Linked DNA regions of Bos taurus: region 2 is linked to region 1. A link is a contact called in public Hi-C data. All regions are on one chromosome and are shown on one strand. Each heading gives the region's core, a stretch centred on a gene start, on an enhancer-like site or on the middle of the called end of the contact. The rest is flanking DNA. Distances are from core to core; before and after follow the strand shown.

Region 1 (3,137 bases), core at 420-2,919:
TTTGTGTCTTTGGGGGAGATTCTGCTGGATTTGTACATGCAAGTAATGACAACTTTATAACAGTTGACCTTGCAATTTAAGATACTTAAAAATAGGTCCAGAAGCTTGATTATTATATAAATAGAATGACAAGAAGACTCATGACATCATGATGAGACATGACTTTTTGTATAAGCCGTGAACATGAGATGAGAGACCCCAACCTTGTGAGTGAGCCCACAGTGCAGTGCTACAGCCTTTCCAGACAGATTTATGAGCACAAAAAGGAGTTTCTTTTTCCTTCAGCCAACACGTGAAAGGTATGAATCAGTTATGAACCCCCTGAAACATGCTTAGGGTTTTCTGGGCCAGCCTGAAGGCCACTTGTTCCTCCTGGAAGGCAGAGTGGCCTGGGCCCCTGTGCTCAGTTAAGTAAGCCAGGTGCTCCAGTTTGGAATCGTATTAGGGACACAGCACAGCCCCCATCCGCCTGTCAGTACCTGGAAGTAGGCCTGGAGCAGAGGGAGTAAAGCAGTGAAATGATCCTTGCTGGTGGACTAAGTGTAGAAGATGAGATGCTGATGAGAGCCCTGTATCATTGAGAAGAGATTTGGAAAGGTTGCTGAAGGAGGATTTAGGATGGGACATAGAAGGATGGAAGAGGGATCAGGGTTGGGATGGGAAGGAAAGCCTGTGAGAAAGGGGACTCACCTGTGGCCCCAGACTTTGACTTGACTAAAGGGAGAGGAAAGCAGTCTAGAGCTGAGGATTCGGCACTCCAGACGCGGGGTTAAAGTCTACTTTGGACTTCAAAGAACTGAAGTCTACCAAGGAAAGGAATACTAAATCTTGACTTTAGGAACTTGAGTCTTGCCAAAAAGATACCAAAACTAAATAAAAATTAATCTCCACATGCCCTAACTCAGAACTAGCCCCAAGCAAGTAGTCTTGAAGGAGGAGACAGAATAGACTCTATTTTGAAAGCAGGACTCCATCTTGGGCCAGACTGTGGACTTTGAGCTGTATGTCCAGTATCTATGGAAACGACATACCAACAGGAAAACCAGACCCCCGGATGGAAGAGCCCCAGGGCTCATACCTAGACTCTCCATGGCCTGAAAGAATACCCTGATTATCTGTGTAACCCAATAGTCATAAATTTTATTATGCTTCTTGGGGTATGACCACAGGCCTGTTGATAATTGTCCCCTGTTAACCACAGTAGACTTAAGGCATATGAATCATGGGTTAACTTTGTATCTTTCTTTTCCTTTGTTCAGACTAGTTTCAGGGAATTTGGGGAGGTGGGTTTGGGCAGATACACTTAGGGTATTGTAGCCACGCATTCTGGGAAACAAACTCACTCGGACAATACAGATAGTGGAGTGCAGTTTATTACACCAGCAGGCCCAAAGCAGTCTCCGCTTAGCCAAGAACCCCGACCGGTTTTTGTGAAAACCTTATATACCCTAAGTGTACAGTGCCCAAACCCACTTCCCCAAATTCCCTGTAACTAGTCTGAACAAAGGAAAAGAAAGATACAAAGTAGCCTAGGTAGTTAACAGTGGACAATTAGCAATAGGTCTGTGGTCATACCCCAAGAAGTATAATAAAATTTATGATTCCATTGGGTTACACAGATAATCAGGGTATTCTTTCAGGCGACGGAGAGTCTAGGTATGAGCCCTGGGGCTCTTCCATCCAGGGGGGTCTGGTTTTCCAGTTGGTATGTCATTTCCATAGATACTGGGCATACAGCTCAAAGTCCACAGTATGGCCCAAGATGGAGTCCTGCTTTCAAGATGAAGCTTCCTCTGTTTCCTCCTTCACGGGTATATAAGGTTTTCACAAAAACTGGTTGGGGTCCTTACCTAAGAGGAGAGTCTGCCTTGGGCCCGCCGGTGTAATAAACTGCACTCCACTATCTGCGTTGTCCTTCTGAGTGAGTTTGTTTCCCAGAATGCATGGCTACAACAGTCTGTTGTACCTTGGCTGACCGACCTGAGGTCAGTGCTGTCCATGGTAACATCTTTTGTGTGGCTTATAACCTGCTTCTATTTTTCAAAGACCACTGGGTAAGGGGAACGAGATCTGTTTGGTAGATGAGGAAGCTGCCTAGGGTCACGGCCAGGAAGACGTACTGCGTCCACGCTGTCGAGTCCTGTCAGGCTCCGAGGGCCGGGTCCCTGAGGCTGGCGGCGCATGCAGGACTCCCGCCGCGACCAGTCTCCGCCTCGCCATCCCTTCTTGCAGAAAGCTCCGTCCCCTCGGGGACCTGACGACCCGCCACTTTCGCAATGTCCAATGAGACTTAGCCGGGGGCGGGACGGACTTCACCGAAGGCCTATCTAATTGGTTCGGGGCGGGGCTGCGGCGGGTGGATGCTGAGCGGCGGACATCGGTCTTCCCAGCCTGGAGAGACCCCCGCGCGGGCTGCGCGCAGAGGGTGCGCGCGCCCGCCGCCCGCGCAGCCCCTCTGTCCGCTCGGCGCGTCCCTCTCCTGCTCTCCGGTAGCCGCCGGGAGAGGGGCTCGGGAGTCCGGCCCCAGCCAGAGCTGGGACCCGGGCGGCAGCCGCGGGACGAGCGCCTGAGGTGGGTGCAGAGCGGAAGGGCTGGAAGCCGGGAGGCGGGGAGGCCGGGCAGGCAGATGACTGGGTCCGCCCTGCCGATGGACTCCGGGTCACCAGAGGGAGAGGCCAGCCGAGTTGCGGAGCCCGACTCCTCGCCTGCCTGGGTCCCGGACGCTCGTCCCCCTGCCCTCCCAGGCCACAAGCCTCCCCGCTGAGGACAACCCGCCCCTCTCGCTGCCCGCGGCCTCCTAACCCCTCCTGCCCTTTGTCGCCTGTGCACCTGCCTTTCGGCCTTGTGTTTCCATCCACCCCCTCTCCAGGCCGGACCCCGGCCCAGCCTTCCCTGCTCAGGACCCAGCCCCAAATTAGACTTGCTTCTTCAGCCCCTAGTCCGTCCCTCTTTGTCGTCTGTACACCTGTCACCCCAACTCTGTTCATTCACTCCACCACCCGCCCCCAACATCATCTAAATTCAGCCTAGGCCCGGAGCCCCCTCCCTGTCCTGGGGGTTCCTCCCGCCCGCTCTGATTATCCCCTACACCTGCCCCCCTCGGCCCCAGCCCCTGTCCTCCCCCGTCCACGCTCCTT
Region 2 (3,079 bases), core at 194-2,693, 120 kb after region 1:
AAAGGGAGGCGGCTCACGGCCAGCATATCCCTGCGCCGTGCCGGCGTGGGGTGTGGGGATCGAGCCCCACCCCTGGACTCACTGGCCGAGGGTTTTGGAGGTTATACTTATCCCGCTTGGCCTCTCCCTGGTTTCTTGTCGCCGCAGTCGCTTTAGCTGCGTGGAAGGCGTGTCTGGAAACCACCGGCGCCATTGTCTTTTCTAAATCCTCAGCCCTCGCCCGCGAGACAGGTCCCCCTTGCAGTCGGGAGAACTGAGGCATGTCTTCAAACGTCGGAGACGCAGCAGTTCTCCTTTCCCGGTGCTTCCCTCGGATTTCCCTTTTGGTAGGACAGAGAACGTGTTTTTAAAATGGACTACTGATTAACCTGGACAAAGAAAAGGCTTTGGGTTTGGGAAAAAGTTATTTCTCTTTGTGCTCTACTTTTAAAAGTCTTAAGGGAATCAAAATGGAGATAATACAAAATTTGGGGAGGGGGGAAAACCACAAAAACCTAGTAAACCCTTAACTAAAGGTTCACAACATTTTAGAACACGTTCCTTCCGCGAGTGGCAGCCGAAGGTCTGTCTTTGACAGTGAAACCATTGGCTTTTCCGGATACTTGAAACAGCACACGTTTGGAAAGAACAGAAAGTCCAGGCCATGTCTAAACAGGCTACCAAAAGTGTAGGAGTCTAGCTGGTATTTAGTAAATACAAAATCAACAACAAAAGCCAAGTAACAAGCCCACCATTGTGTTAAGCCCTTCAGATGGGTCCAGCTCTATTGCAGGGGACAACAGTAAACGGTGACTGTTGAGAGATTTTCCGGAAGTGGATTTCTACAATTAGTAGAATTCTTAAGTGGATAACCCGGAGTAGCTGTATTTTACGAATAAAAGGCCAAATGAGCCGGGTGAGGTATAAACATCAAAACCACCTCGCAGGACCTGAGACCGTTTTTGTGTTTTTTTTTTTGGGGGGGGGGGTGCCTCCCAAAACTTTACGGCTTCTAAAATGGCTGCGGTCTGTAGTTGTGAGGCTGAAGTTCGGTTGCATAATGGAAAGGAAGGCCGTCAGGAAACTTAACCTTCTTTCCAAAACCACTGACTTGTACCCAATGTACTCCAAGGAAACACGAAAAGTATTTTAAAACCTACTAGAAACATTCCCACGTAACGGCGCTTAGTTTTTATGAGCTATTCGATGTTTATTTAGATGTGCTTTTCATTGTTTTTGCCCAAATTTTCAGCTCAAATCTATTTGCTAATAAGTACAAGGTACAGGGCTTGCAAGCAAGTTGGATAAACTGTTAGGAAAAATCCAGAAAGTTTTGTAAATGAGATTCTATTTTTACCTCTTCAGAGGAACTATTTTTGCTTTCCTCACAAAGGCGGCGGAGGAGTATTGAATACCGGAGGTGTGAGCTGTACTTGTTCTATAAATACTCCGCTGCGGACTGTGCGACAGGCATTGAGGCAGCGAGCGCAGAGATGGCTTTAGGGATGGAGATGCTGCTTGAGGAGCCCGCAGATAAGTTTTTCTATTAAAAAAGATAGGCGTTAGTGTATTTCTTTAGGGATTATAAGTAGTGAAAATACGGAGATACTGCTTTGCATTAAGTTCTTAGATAAATTTTAGGGAAAATATGAAGACTTAAAGAGTAGTTGGAGAAAGGAAGAGGGAAGAAAAAAGATAATTTTAGAACCTGAGGGAGGTTAAGAGCTGAAATTTTTTCATGGAGTGAAAAATTTAAAAGAATTGATGAGCTAGGACTGCAATGTCTGGATTTTTTTTTTAAAGCCTTAACTTGAAGGGCAACCTTTTACCTTAACATTAAAACGTTGGGTTACGTAAATCGAACCTAAACGTTTTAAAAGGTTGAGTTGTAGGTGATTAAAATACTACAAAGGCCATCTTAAGATTTAACTGAAGGTGGTTTCAGAAATAATGCCTTCAGATTCACGGCGCAGTAAAAATGGCGTCATTTGAAGCCTGCTTGATACTAAGGCTTTGTTTGGCTAAAGTTGACGGAAATATTAGGAATGGTAGGAAAGAAAATTGGAAGTTTGAAGTGGAAAATTCGGAAGACAGAAGTACAGGAAGGTGAAGAAAAAACTAGAGAAGATAAGAGATACACGTTTTAGAAGATAAAACCTGAGCCTAGTAAGTAGGCAGAAAAAGACAAATCTAGGAGAAAATTGAAAATACGGTCGAGTGCTTAAGATAGAATGAAAAGAAAGCTATTGGACGCAAACATACAAGATAGACGTCCAAAAATTTAGATAGTTCAAAATCAATAATGTTGGATAAATTACAGGAACAAAAACTAAGGAAATTTTTATAGCCAATAAGAATTTATTGTAAAAGCCCATCAACTTATTTCTGGTGGTGCAAAAGTTAGATCTCAGAAGATGAGGGTTTTTTTTTTTAAAACTACTGTAGACCAGGACCAACTTAGAAGAAAATCCGGAAACTAGGAGAGTCAATTTAAAATCTCAGCAAAAAGTTACTGAAGGGGACTGAAGTAACTTAAAAGTTAAGAATGTATTTGGGAGAGTTAAAAATCTGAAAGGCCTTAAATGCGGTAGCGTAGTTTCCTTTGGAAAATGTAAAGGACTTTATAAGTGAATTAAATTGAAGAGCAAGAATAACCATCGAGTTATTGGACTTTGAGCTAAGATGAATGTTTAAATCCTGAGGACTAGGCGCTAAATAACAGCTGACGCAGGTGCTACGCAGAAGTGGATTCAGTGAAGCTAGGAAGACAGGAGCGGCAGACAGGATTCGGAGCCAGTGTTGGTGAAAACTAGGACTGAGGAGCCAGCGGCAGTTCGTGAAGATAGGAAAGAGAAGCCCGGGAGCCAGTGCGACTTGGTGAAGGAAGCTAGGAAGAAGGAGCGAGTCCTAACGATTTGGAGGTGAAGCTAGGAGAGGATTCCAGGAAGGAGGAAGCCAGTGCGGTGTGGTGAAGCTAGCGTGCGGCTTGGCTTGGCAACCACGCGGAGGCGGCGAGCAGGCGGAGTGGAGGATAGATAGAGGATCCTAGAGCAGCAGACCAGTGTACGAGCCCCGCAGGGAGAGCCAGTGGTGTGGTAAA

What was found. A called contact is a pair of places that touch in the nucleus more often than the background predicts.
Region 2: a Hi-C map of an unstated tissue shows a contact between it and region 1, with 3 times the contacts expected there. The contact joins the enhancer-like site here to the promoter of TIGD3 in region 1. A contact is called at or near these places in 2 of 11 Hi-C or Micro-C datasets (skeletal muscle and an unstated tissue).

The regions. Positions count from the first base shown.
Region 1 is chr29:43,552,083-43,555,219 of ARS-UCD2.0, forward strand. It overlaps TIGD3 (tigger transposable element derived 3), which reads left to right and starts at 1,670. Exons shown (of 2, transcript XM_005227228.5): 1 at 1,670-2,571.
Region 2 is chr29:43,670,163-43,673,241 of ARS-UCD2.0, forward strand. LOC112444863 (a long non-coding RNA gene) reads right to left here. Exons shown (of 2, transcript XR_009493394.1): 1 at 1-3,079. Among named protein-coding and RNA genes, the nearest start is that of SCYL1, 33 kb to the right of the region's middle. Within about 2 kb of position 1,444, at least 98 of the 102 cell types and tissues checked have an H3K27ac peak or open chromatin away from gene starts, as enhancers often do. A contact at or near this core is called in skeletal muscle, where this site is marked.